3 separate regions of the Macaca mulatta genome follow, and regions 2 and 3 are each linked to region 1. A link is a contact called in public Hi-C data. All regions are on one chromosome and are shown on one strand. Each heading gives the region's core, a stretch centred on a gene start, on an enhancer-like site or on the middle of the called end of the contact. The rest is flanking DNA. Distances are from core to core; before and after follow the strand shown.

Region 1 (4,224 bases), core at 1,441-3,940:
CAACTACATGCATTACCACAGACCAAATACCATGTAACGGCATCAGTTTTGCCCAAAGATTACACATGATGCCTAAAAAAGTATATATCCCAGGTACAAGCCTACTGTATGTACTATGGTCTAGAATTTCCTGGGGATCAATGGGCAACTAACCAATACACAGCCTCTGCATATTATGACTACTGAAACCTTTATAATACAGAAATAAAATTTAAAAGTTTTACCATTCTTCCCGCTGTGCCGTCGCTGCTTCAGAGTGTCGTGGGGAGGAGTTTGAATGGCTAGGGAATTAACAACCGGTACAGCAACCAATCAAAATTCTAGTTTTAGTTTTTGACACTGTTAGGGTTAAAAACTTTAATTCATTTACACTTCAGTTCAACAGTAGGTAACTATAAAGTCAGCTGCTTTGCGATTTGAATTATCAGGGCTAACAGAAAGCCTGCCCCAAACAGGAAGTTATACAATTAATCATTTTGGTGCCTCTGTCCAAAGAACAGAATTCAGCAAACGAAAACCAAAATGTTAAAGATTTTAAGTTTCCAAATATCTAACATCTTCCTTTCTCAAATAAGCTATATACAATTCGAGTTAGATCTGTTTAATTTTTAAAAGTTTGTTTCCCTTCCCACCACCACTCCCCCAAAACCAGCACTATCATCAAACAGCCTGACAAGAATCTGCCTAGGCTGGGTTTAACCCTATATTCCAAAGTGCTTCTCCCCTCCCCACTCTCCCTCCAAATCCTGGGCTCTTTCTCAGTAAAGGGAATCGTGTTTTCTAACACTGAGTTAAAGCGACATCTTACTGTTATATCCATCAACATCTTTCTCTTTACAGTTTAAAAAAAAATTCAGACACACACACACCCCTCCCCATTACAAAAAGGAATGGAAGCGTGAACCCACGATCATCACTCAGTAATCGGAGCTAAGAAAACTCAACCAAGAACCCCGATTTAGTCCCTCCTGCTAACTCCCGTATTATGTTCCCAATCCCAAATGCTGCATTTTAATACACTAAATGCAGATTTAGGTAGTATATACAACTGTTATTTCAATCAGAGGAAGCAAGTTAATACTAAGAAATTTGCACCAAAAAAAAAAAAAGTATCCCATAGCACAATACAGGATTTGTTTCTCTTAAGAGGACTATAGGCCTCCCTTAGTGGGCGGGAAAGAGAAATCAAGACACCAAAATAGGATCCTGGGCACCGGGAAAAAAACGGGACTGGAGGTTGTAAAAAATTAGGTTGCACATAAAAAGTAAGTTACAATCTGTACTAATAGTTGGGGAGCCCAATAGCTGAGGGCGCGAAAAGGGTGCGCGGTTAGAATAACTCGGGGGTGGGGGAAGGGTAGACACTAGGCCGGAGATAGGAACAGCTCCAGTCAAGTGCAGGCCCCACCGACTAGGAACTTAACCTGAGCCCGCGGAGCAAAACCAACGTACCAACAAGAAAGTCGCAGCATTTCACCGGAGCTCATTTGGTCTGCACGTCAAAATATAGGGCCTATATGAACATGCCATTGTGCGATAGCGTATGGTAAAGAAAATGAGTAAGTCCTTAGGCAAACTTATTCAAAATCCCAAGAAAACATTCGGCCTGAGACCGACAAGGGAGAGGCAGAAGTGGACAGCCTACGCGTTCCCCAAAACATGCGCTTATAAACAATCGCATCGTTTCAGGATGGTGGAGAAGCACCAAATAAACCTTAGCAATACAAACAGGGAAGCTTTTTGTGTCTGTCTGTGTTTTTATGCCCAAGACTTTAGAATTTGGGAAAAAGAGGGGACAGCATGGAAAGAAAAAAAGGTACCCCTCGACAGGCGGGAAAAAATCCTGGCGGCTAAGTCGGTGGGAGGAGACCCAGGGCGAGGGAGGAAAGGAGGGCGGGCCGAGGAGCAGCATGGTGACGGCTAAAGGTGGAAACGTGTGTGATGGGGGAGGGGGGCGATAAGCAGGCAAAGGAAGGAGGAAATGAAGGTCCGGGGAACCCAACATAGAAAAGGGGACACCAGAACAAGAAGGCTACATGGGGGCCCGGAGAACAGGCTGAGAGCGGGAACCAGGCCTAATGGCGGGGGAATGAGGGGGAGGGGGACTAGTTGGGCCTGACTATCCTGGGCTGCCCCTTACTCACCCTTCATCCTCCTCGTTCTTACTGGCGTCAATCTTCGCCCCCTCCGACTCGGCGCTGCCCCCTTCGGTGCCTCCAGACGCGGTTCCGCCCCCGGTCCCGGCTCCGCTTCCCGCCGCCGCCGCTGCCCCCTGTGTCGCCGCCACCATGGCTCCCTCCTGCTCGCCCGCCGAGCCGCCTACCGCTGCCGTTGCCGCTGCCGCCGCCCCGTCCCCGCCGAACTGCTCCTCCGACATAGTGCTAGTGTCTCCGCCGCTGCCGCCGAGACTACACCCGCCGCTGCCGCGAACCGAAACTAGCAGCAAAGTAATCCCCGCCGCTGCCGCGCGCCCGCTCTACCTCGCGAAGCACACAAGACAGGGAAGGCGCGCGCGTGGCTGCAAAGGCTCCTGCGCCTCTCCCTGGCCTGCCCCCTTCGCCTCCCACTCTCGCGCGGCGCACACTCCCGCTCTCTCCCGCTGCACTAAAAAAGAATAAGCACCAGCGGCGGCCGCTCTTGCCTCCTCCTCGCTTTAATGGCGCCGCCGCGGACCACCTAAAATGGCCGACGGAAGAACGGCGCGTCCCGGTCACGTGATGCGAGAGCGCGCCCTTCGCGCGTCCCCCCCACCCCTCTCCCCCTAGGTTTTTTTTTTCCCTTTCCTCTTTGGTCCCGCCCTCTCGCTCCCCTTTATACCTTCCTCTCACGCTCGGCGTCGCACAGCCTGTGGGGGCCTTTAAAAGGAACCGGAAGTGTCGTGAGCTAAGACGGTCGCGCGGGGACCATCGAGAACAAGGAGTGCTGTTTCGAAGTAGCGGCTAGAGGGGCCCCCTGCCTCCGCCCCCGCCCTTCCGAGGATTCCTGGAGTCCACTCACCCCTCCCCAACACTCCAGTAGCTGGCTGGAGCAGCAGCATCAGGCCGTGGTGTGGCTGCACCTCCGCGAAGGCGGCAGTTCCCCGTGCAGCTGCGGCGTTCAGGTGGGGGAGGGGAGGCTCACACCCTGCGGCGGCTTAAGCCTGGATGTACGCACTCGAGGAGGGAATTAGCCCTGAGATGTCAGCCCTGTGCCCCTGACTCTGTCCACCCGGACGCCTGCGGAGCGCCAGGCGCCGCAGCGGACCGCGCGCGCACTGATTGCCGCAACTCCTTCCTGCCGTCGCCGCCCGGGACCGGGTGACATTGAGGTTTTCGTCTATCGCCGCTGGGCCGATAGGGCTTCTTTTTAAGATTTGACTTTCCAAGTAAGATTTTTGTTTGCCTGCTTTTCTCCTGAAATTTTTTTTTTTTTTTTTTGGTCGAAGAAGCAGGTAACTTGCATATCTTAAGGAAAACATCGTTTTTGCTTTGCTTTTGTTGTTTAGAGATCCTAAAAGGTACCGTGATTCCTTTACGTCAATTGGAAAGTGTGTTAAATCAAGGGTTCGCTTAATGTTCTTTAGTCCTACATAGGATATATAAATGTCGTGAGTCATCTTTACGAGCTTTATGAGTTTGTGTTCGGGTTTGGGTTTTTTTGTTGTGTGTGGTTGTTTTGTTTTGTTTTCTTGTAACACCGTTAGGCATTTCACTAAGGTGTATAAAAAGTAATTTTTATAAAAATTCCCGATGCCTCGGCTGGAGACTGGATTATTCGGGCTTTGGGATTTGCTGCTTCCAGCGGTATCCTTAGAAGAAAATGAAGCTTTTAGGTACTTCGGTAGTCAACAAATAATTATTTGCCTCTTTAGTAAGTGTTCGGGCACGGGGGAGACAAAGACGAGTTTGCAGAATCCAGCAAAAACCTTAAGAGTTTAAGTATTTGGGCCGGGCGCGATGGTTCACGCCCATAATCGCAGCACTTTGGGAGGCCGAGGCAGGCGGATCATGAGGTCAGGAGTTCGAGACAAGCCTGACCAACATGGTGAAACCCACGTCTCTACTAAAATTACAAAAATTAGCCGGGCGTGGTGGCGGGTGCCTTTAATCCCAGGTACTCAGGAGGCTGAGGCAGGAGAATGACTGGAAGCCGGGAGACGGAGCTTGCCATGAGTGGAGATCGCACCATTGCACTCCAGCCTGGGCAACAGAGCGAGACTCCGTCTCAAAAAAAAAAAAAATTAAA
Region 2 (4,052 bases), core at 1,534-4,033, 570 kb after region 1:
TACTAGAAGAAGCAACGATATAACCAAAGGATCAAATTGAGAACTTCAATGTCAACAATAAAATAAACAATCACAACAACAAAAAAAGCATATATAAGTTATAAACAAATGTAAAGATAGGATTACTTATTTCCTATCCAGAAGTAAATATCTACAGCAGTAACCCCTTGCGGCTATTGCCTTCATTTAAGTAAATCTGTTCTAATAAAAGCAGTTTTCAGAAACTGATTTGAATATAATAAAGGAATGTTGTCAGAATAATGTGGAAGCACACTGTTTCAACTTTAGGAAAGGCAAATAGTTACAATCCAATTAAACAGGAAAGAAAACAGCCCTCATTTCAGATGATGAACTGGCAGCAGTACTTTTCAACTCTACCTTAAGAAAATGGCAAGTGAAGGCCTGTATCTGCAAACAAATTTTGAGTCCTTAAGAAAAGGTAAACACCACGATGAGACAGTCACTTCACACCACAAATGTGGAGAAACTGACAGCCTCATCCACTGCTGGTGGGAATGTAAAATGTTGCAGCTACTAGGGAAAATAATCTGGCACTTCCTCAAGAAGTTAAACACAGTTAGTTACCTTATGACTCACCAGTTTCACTCTTAGGTGTGTAATCAGGAAAATGAAAACATTTGTCCACACAAAAACTTGTACACAAATGTTCCTAACAATTAAAAAAAAAAAAAAAAAAAAAAAAAGGAAAAACCCAAATGCCCTCCAACTGATGAACAGATAAACAAAATCTGCTACATCCATAAAATGGAATACGATTCAGCAATAAAAAATAAAGTACTGATACGTGCTATAAGATGGATGAACTCTGAAAACATTCCAAGTGAAAGAAGCCAATCACAAGGACCATATATTAGTTTATAATTCCATTTACATGAAGTGTACAGAGCAGGCATGGGCACACAGAAAGTAAATTAGTGGTTGCTGAAGCGGGGTGGGGGAATATTTGGAGGTACTGCTAATAAGAATGAGGTTTCGGACAGGCGCGGTGGCTCACGTCTGTAATCCCAGCACTTTGGGAGGCCGAGGCAGGTGGATCACGAGGTCAGGAGATCGAGACCATCCTGGCTAACATGGTGAAAACCGTCTCTACTAAGAACACAAAAAATTAGCCGGGTGTGGTCGCCGGCGCCTGTAGTCCCAGCTACTTGGAAGGCTGAGGCAGGAGAATGGCGTGAACCTGGGAGGCGAAGCTTGCAGTGAGCCAAGATCGCGCCACTGCACTCCAGCCTGGCGACAGAGCGAAACTCCGTCTCAAAAAAAAAAAAAAAAAAAATGAGGTTTCTTTTTGGAGTGATGAAAATGTTCTAAGATTGATTGTGACTATTGCACAATTCTGTGCATATCCTAAAACCCACTGAATTGTACAGTTTAAACCAGTTAGTTGTATGGTATGAGAATTATATCTGAATAAAACTGTTACAAAAATACAAGGCAACTGATTTTTTCCTCAAAGACAGCTAAAAACAATGTATTTTTATTCAGCCTCATTCAGGTCTTAATTGGTTGAGTATGAAAAGGCTCCAACAGCCCAACCAACTTACAGTATTTAAATCCAGTTCCTACTCTCTGCACACATCTTACAGCCAAAAAGTATTTTCCCTGCACATCCCCCAGGGACCAATTTTTCCAAAGTTCCTTGACTATCCTTAGGCCGTGTGACTTTTAAGGAACCATAACCAAAAGCTATTAATTCCATCCAAAGAAGACATAAACATATTTTAGTGGAAAACTGGTGTGAATAAATAATACCTTAATATGTGTCTTTTCGGCTGTAATCAGGACAAAGTAAACACAAAGGGGAAAAAGAAGCAATCTTGTTAGGCCTGGATATTTGGAATTATTTTTGTGTGCTATACAAAGAAACGGAAAAGTTGCAAACCCTTCTATTTTCTGTATGCTAAGGATCTCCTCAGAGACAAAAACACACTGCCTGTTTCCTTCTAAGCAAATTGAATCTCTTCCTCAAACATAAGGGCTTATAACTAAGACATTGTTCTAAGCTTTTTCTCCTGAAAGCTATCCATAACGCCTCATTCCCAACCAAAACCACTTAATTGCCCCTTGTCCCCTGCCCCTATTACTAATGACGAGCCCCAAGAACCTTACCTTATGTCCTTCATTGTGGCAGTGTTTCAGAAAAGGGTTCCTCGAATTAAAAGTCGGCGTATCCTGTTTGACTCCCGCTCCTCCCGTATCAGGTACCTACAGCCAACCATGCCAAGAGTTTCCGCATTATCTCCGCATCGGAGAGCTACAAGATAAAGCGCAAGAACACGACACGCATCTCAGTAAATCATGTATTTTGGGCCCGACTCTGTCTTCAACATACCTAGGGCACCGTGTTTTATCTCTTTTCCATACCCTTTCCTCCCGATATCCTCCAGTTTCAGAGAACGCATCCGGAGACCCATTGGCAGGTTCCCGGATTCGTCTCAATTTTGGTCCTGCCTCTCTGCTTCGCATTTTCAGGCTCGGTCTCACAAAGAACGACGATGGCGGCGGATTGTGCCAGAATGGGTGAAAACAGAAGGAAAATGAACCGGTGGCAGCAAAACCCACTATTGGGCCTCCAACACGGAAGGAGGAGGGGTCAAGTGCACGTCTTCAGGCTCAGGCCCTTCCGATTGGCTGCTGCGACACAACGTGGCCTGTGATTGGCTACGGTACCGGCGCAGGGCCTTCGGAGAGGAAGTGTGGAAGTCCCGCGCCTCTAAAGCCCGCCTTTCCTGACAAATAAAGGTCGTAGCCGCAGTCAACGGGCGGAGCTAAAGTGGTCGTGATTCATGCTGTCGCGGGAACCCCGAAGGTGGGGCCCCACGTAACAAGAAGATGACCCGAAGTTGCTCCGCAGTGGGCTGCAGCACCCGTGACACCGTGCTCAGCCGGGAGCGCGGCCTCTCCTTCCACCAGTGCGTATGGGAGCAGCCTCGGACCTTCGAACTCCCTGCGGGGCCCGGCGGGCCGTAGCGCGGCGTGGGGCGGGGCGGGGCCGCACTGTGGGTCGTGCAGTGGATGTGACGCGACGTGACGTGACGTGCGCAGCGTCGGGGCGTGGGAGCGGAGTTGGGGCACTGTGAGAATTGAGGTTCTCTCTCTTCGCTCAGTGTTTACCTCTTTGTAGCCGGGTCTCGCACCGCTTACCGCTGTAGCGAGAGTTACGCGAAAGGAGTCCTCCATTAATTGGATGGTCTTATTATTTAAAGTGAGGAGGCCGGAAGGGAAGGCAGTTTGGGACAACGGTTGAAGTGTGTGGCGTGTTCCTGAGCACGAGTACAGATCAGTTTTCTCCTGTACTGGCAGACATTGAAAGTTCTTAAGTGCTATTAGCCGAGCTCTACAAGGCCGGTCCGATTCTGGTTGGATTTGATCATGGGGAAGTTTCGTTTGGCTCGACAGTGGGGAAGAATTTCAGACCAGTCTTATCTGAACTTATCCATGGTTCAGACTGCTATAGGTCATTCAAATCAGTATTCAGAGTGTACCGGCAAGTAGAAAAGTGGGTAAAAGAGATCATCCCAGACAAAAGCAGATTTATGGAACGATCGAAAAGAACTTTATGGTTGGAAAATGGGTTTAGGAAGAGGGTAGTTAGGAATGGCATGGGAAAATGTAAAGGATAGAAAGTGCAAATATAGAGGAATGGGAAAGTACCTGAGAGACAAGTCATTTAAAAAATTTAAATGCCAGGTTAAGGAGTTTGGATTATGTATGGTAGGCTGTGTATCAAATTCATTGATTTTTTTTTTTTTTTTTTAATGTTTTAAATAAGGCTGATCCCTCCACCTAAATTGTTAACAGTGTGAACCAATTCATTCTGTATGTGAGACGATAATTGATTTGGGATTTTTCTTGTGATAGAGGTAGCTTTAAACTAGGGAGACATGAATTCAAATTTTAATTGATTATTTACTGATCTCTGTACTTAGTTCTGGGTCTTGGTTTCTTCTTCTGTAAGAGGAATAAAAACCTGCCTTGTAGAGTTTTGTAAAACCAAAACGTAAGACTTTATAGCATACGTAGAGCACAAGGTA
Region 3 (4,392 bases), core at 1,090-3,589, 680 kb after region 1:
CCAACAGCTTCCTTTCCCAGTTTGTCCAAACTGGAGCGCTTCAGGGTACCCGGGGCCCGAGAAGGGAGCCGGGGTGGCGACGTCGCCGCCGCCGCCGCCTCTGGTATGTCAGGGGCCGGGATTGTATTTCGAAAGATCCGCCATTTTCACCTCGTCATCACCATCACAGCTCAGCAGCTTCCCCGACAGCCGGAGCCCGGGCCGCCGCCGCCGCCGCCGCCACCACCAGTAACCTCCCCCTTCCTCCTCCCCTCCCCGCCCGCCCCTCCCGGGAGGCGCACACCCACATATCCGGGGAAGCCTCCCGCCGCCCCGCCAACCTTCAAACGCACAAGGGCCGTGCAAGTGCACACCGGCTACGCCGAGACCTTTCACCCCCGGGCGGAGCACGGGCCCCCGCAGGGACGCCAAAGGAAGTCGCGCCACCTGCGGGGTCCCAAGTCCGGCATATTTTTGTTTGCAAGACCAAAAGCCATGCGGAGGGTGGCATAAGGACAATAAAGAACCCAAACTCTTTTATTTTCAGAGCAGCAACTTGAGAGAGATGGTGGAATGCGTTTTATTCACTGTGGCTATCTCAGGTACCAAAAACACTGTGAAGACCCTTAATGTCATTCACCAACTTTGACATTTTACCCCACCTGCGGAACTACTTTGACAGGATGAGCTATTTCCATATGCATGTTCGACCTTTGACACCTTTGTCAATTACAGGCAGCACTCCTCATGCAGGTGAGCTGGTCAAAACACTTCATTTTAAAAAATAAAGTTCTGAGCTGTCTTCCTCTCCAACTTAATTTTATCTGGTCATTTCTGTCCATGAACACTGTGACTTCCAATCTGTCATCGGTTTAAGACGTCAAAGCGCAACTAGATTTAAAATGTATTGAACTAATTGTAGAAACATTCATGAATGATCAATTTCTAAAATATTGAAAATATAACTCTAAGCTAAAAGTATTTGCCAAATGTTTTTAGGATCTAAGTCATCAAATTAAAAAAAAAAAAACCATCTGCTGCTGATATATTTGTTCAATACAGTGAAAATAAACAGCTTGCTTCAGAACAAGACCCTAGAGTTACCTACTAGGTAAGTGAGAGTTAACAGCTCCTGTCATCAGTCAGTTGAATAAGTAACCAAAAGAGAACAGAGATAATTCTTAATCATTTAAAAAATAACAAAACATAAGCTGCAAGGCTTCTTCTGAGACCAACACTTAAAAAAAAAAAAAAAAAGGAAACTGGCTGCCTTTGTCAATTTCAAAAAGAGTTAACCAACCAAAAACTTAATTCTTTATCATTCAACTACAATATAAGCTCTGGGCAAACTGAATTTCAAGGCTGCGAACAGGGCCACTCTACTGTCTAAGTTAGTGTAAGAAGATTAAGGTTGAAGTTGAAAAAGTCATTTCATTTCCCTACCTTGTTTCAATGGCAACTCCATATAAAAGTCGGTAGATTCAGCCTTCAACAAGGGCTGTCTACCACCCACCCCAATTGCTGTTTTTATATGCAGACTGCCAGATGCTGAGAGTGTAAAGTGTTATCAGTTACTTCATCTTTAAACTTCATTTCCCTACTGACGGCCCCGTCCATCCGCACTCTGCTTGGTTGTTTACCGTTGCTGTCCAAGCTAAGTCCCGGCCCGCTCCCTTCCCCCGTGCACCTCGGGAACATTATGACATTTGGCTGGTGGGCTTCGCGAGGAAAACGGACACGCACGAACAAGAGCCTATACAAAGGGGCATAGGAAGAACGCGGCGGCGGGCAGTAGGGAGAGGAGGGACTGGCACAAAATGACACAGCAGCAAAACCGGTTCCCAGAAACCCGGGGCAGCCACGGCCGGCTTGTTGGGTCGCGCAGTGTGCGTGTCAACAGCCGCGGGAGCCCTTCCTCCAGACCGCCAGGCAGGCGGCTGGCCGAGCGCTGGCCCTGCCGGGTGACAGCCACCCTCCCGGGAGCCGGCGGGAAGAGACGGAGCCCCGAGGATCCTCCGCCCCCCGCAGCCCAGGGAAGGGGCGCGGCTGACCCCGCTGGCGGGTTCCCGCTCCCCGCCAAGGCCCACCGGCCCGGGCTCCCGGAGGGAGCGGTCCAGCGCTCTCCGCCCGCGCAGCCACTCGCAGCGGGGGCCGGTTCCCCCTTCCCGCCCGCCCGCCCAGTAGCCCCCATCCCGGCGGCTGACACTCACCAAAGCCGGCGGCGCCGCCGCCTCCTAGTCGCGCGGCGCTCCCTGGGCTCCCAGCAGCAGCGGCGGCGGCGGCGCCTCCGAGACACAGACCAGGGTTTGTTCAAAATCACGCGCCCAGCGCCATTCCACCGCCGCATCCCATAATACGCCGGGCCCTCCCCGCCCGCGCGCCCCTCTCTGCCCGCCCCTGCGCTCAGCACCCCGCCCCACGGCCGGCTTCCTTCGCTCCGCCTCTTCCGCGGTGCCTCGCCCCTCCTCTTGGCAACCCGAGCCCGCGTTATTCCGCCCGGCTCCGCCGGGGCGCTACAGCTCCACGTGACTCCGAGTGGCGCCCGGTCAAAGTGATCGCACGGAATGTTCCATCCCACTGAAGCTGGTGGGGGGAGGACCCGCATCGCGCTGCTGTTGGGAAAGACCGTCCCTTCGTCTAGCTTTCCTTGTTAGGAAGTGTGAGCTGTAGGTGCGACTTCCAGGATATCCCGCTGTTTGATGTGCTTGAGTGAGGAGGTGATCAGTAGTCACAAATGCCAAGTCACTGTGTTTTTAGGCACTAATTTTGCAGGGGTCGCTAAAAAGCCCCAGGGAGATCATTGAGAGTTAAACTTATTTTGAAAGAGACCTTTTGTTTTTTTCTTGCAACACACAGCTAAGACTAACACAGTCAAAATTATTTGTATTTAATCACCTTTTATTTTTTCCCGCGATTTATATGATATCCAAATACGGAGTCGGATGACCAGACGCTGAGAGATCATTCTGAGGGGAAAAAGAAAAAATATTCTGAGAGATTATTAACTGCTGTGTGTGAGACAAGCACTACAGATATGAAAAAATAGAAAATACAAGAGTGTAAATGTAAGATGGTGCGGTACAGTGTATAATTTGCTAATGGAGCACGGAGGACATACAGGTCAGCATCAGAGACTACCTAGGGAACACAATGGAGGAGGTGAAACTAGTGGAGGCAGCAATCACTTTGGAATCAAGCGGTACTGGTATTTAGTGGCACCTCCGTTTATTAGTGTATAACGTTTATTTTCCTATCCAGCAAATAAAAATAACAAAACTTCCCAGAATTCTGATGATTAAATAAAATGAAGGGTGCTAAGCAGGTACACTGTCTCTGCCTAAAATGTTAGTTCCCTTGTGCCATAATCAACACCCAGTACCAGCCCAAACACTAATAGTCAGGATTTAACAAGGCAGATGTCATGAAATTAGCAAAGCCTTGAAAATGGTAAGGTCTGTGACATGTGCAAGGAATGTGATAAAGTTGAAAGACACAAAGGCTTTGTTGGAGATCAGCATTGTGAGCCCACTTTATGAGGAACCTTGAGAGCTAGTGTGAGAAATCCTCATGGTAAAATGATTGATGGTACTGTTGGCGCACCACTGGAAGGAAGAAGAGAGTGCGATGGGGTACCCAAAACTGGCTAGATTTTAGAGAGACCAAACAAATCTCAAAAAAGGGAGACCCTTTCCCAGTTTATTCCACAAGGCAGCATAACTCTCATACTAAAACCCAAGACAAACAGTGCCCAAAAAAGAGAAGGGAAACTTCCTTTCTCACTATGATTTTGTTATGAAGGGAAAATTGATTATTTAGATGTTATTGATCTGGTGCTGTGGCTCACACCTGTAATCGCAGGACTCTGGGAGACCGAAGCAGGAGGATGGGTTGAGGCCAGGAGTTTGAGACCAGCCTGGGCAACGTAGTGAGATTCCATCTCTACAAAATAATTTTTTTTTAAATAAAAAGAATTAAGATATTATCAGACCAGGCGCAGTGGCTCACACCTGTAATCCCAGCGCTTTGGGAGGCTGAGGCAGGTGGATCACCTGAGGTCAGGAGTTTGAGACCAGCCTGGCCAACATGGGGAAACCCTGCCTCTACTAAAAATACAAAAATTAGCCGGGCATGGTGGAATGCGCCTGTAGTACCAGCTACTCAGGAGGCTGAGGCAGGAGAATCACTTGAACCCGAGAAGCAGAGTTTGCAGTGAGCCGAGGTCATACCAGTGCACTCCAGCCTGGGTAACAGAGTGAGACTCTCAAAAAAAAAAAAAAGTTATCAAATTCCAGCAATGTGGTAGTAAAAAGAATTTACAAGCCGGGCGCGGTGGCTCATGCCTGTAATCCGGGCACTTTGGGAGTCTGAGGCAGGTGGATCACGAGGTCAGGAGATTGAGACCATCCTGGCTAA

What was found. Hi-C and Micro-C count contacts between places; a contact is called where the count stands out from the background.
Region 2: a contact with region 1 is called in a Hi-C map of fetal cortex germinal zone, with 2.7 times the contacts expected there. The contact joins the promoter of THAP9 here to the promoter of HNRNPD in region 1. A contact is called at or near these places in 3 of 14 Hi-C or Micro-C datasets (fetal cortex germinal zone, fetal cortical plate and liver).
Region 3: a contact with region 1 is called in a Hi-C map of liver, with 7 times the contacts expected there. The contact joins the promoter of LIN54 here to the promoter of HNRNPD in region 1. A contact is called at or near these places in 2 of 14 Hi-C or Micro-C datasets (fetal cortex germinal zone and liver).

Annotation. Positions count from the first base shown.
Region 1 is chr5:51,440,633-51,444,856 of T2T-MMU8v2.0, reverse strand. HNRNPD (heterogeneous nuclear ribonucleoprotein D) reads right to left here and starts at 2,690. Exons shown (of 9, transcript NM_001260807.2): 1 at 2,145-2,690; 2 at 225-281. The coding sequence starts at 2,377. It overlaps LOC114678302 (a long non-coding RNA gene), which reads left to right and starts at 3,009. Exons shown (of 2, transcript XR_003729639.2): 1 at 3,009-3,496.
Region 2 is chr5:50,873,229-50,877,280 of T2T-MMU8v2.0, reverse strand. THAP9 (THAP domain containing 9) reads left to right here and starts at 2,783. Exons shown (of 5, transcript XM_015138417.3): 1 at 2,783-2,930. It overlaps LOC106998329 (a long non-coding RNA gene), which reads right to left and starts at 2,546. Exons shown (of 5, transcript XR_003729637.2): 1 at 2,383-2,546; 2 at 2,128-2,272.
Region 3 is chr5:50,759,194-50,763,585 of T2T-MMU8v2.0, reverse strand. It overlaps LIN54 (lin-54 DREAM MuvB core complex component), which reads right to left and starts at 2,339. Exons shown (of 11, transcript XM_028848456.2): 1 at 2,190-2,339.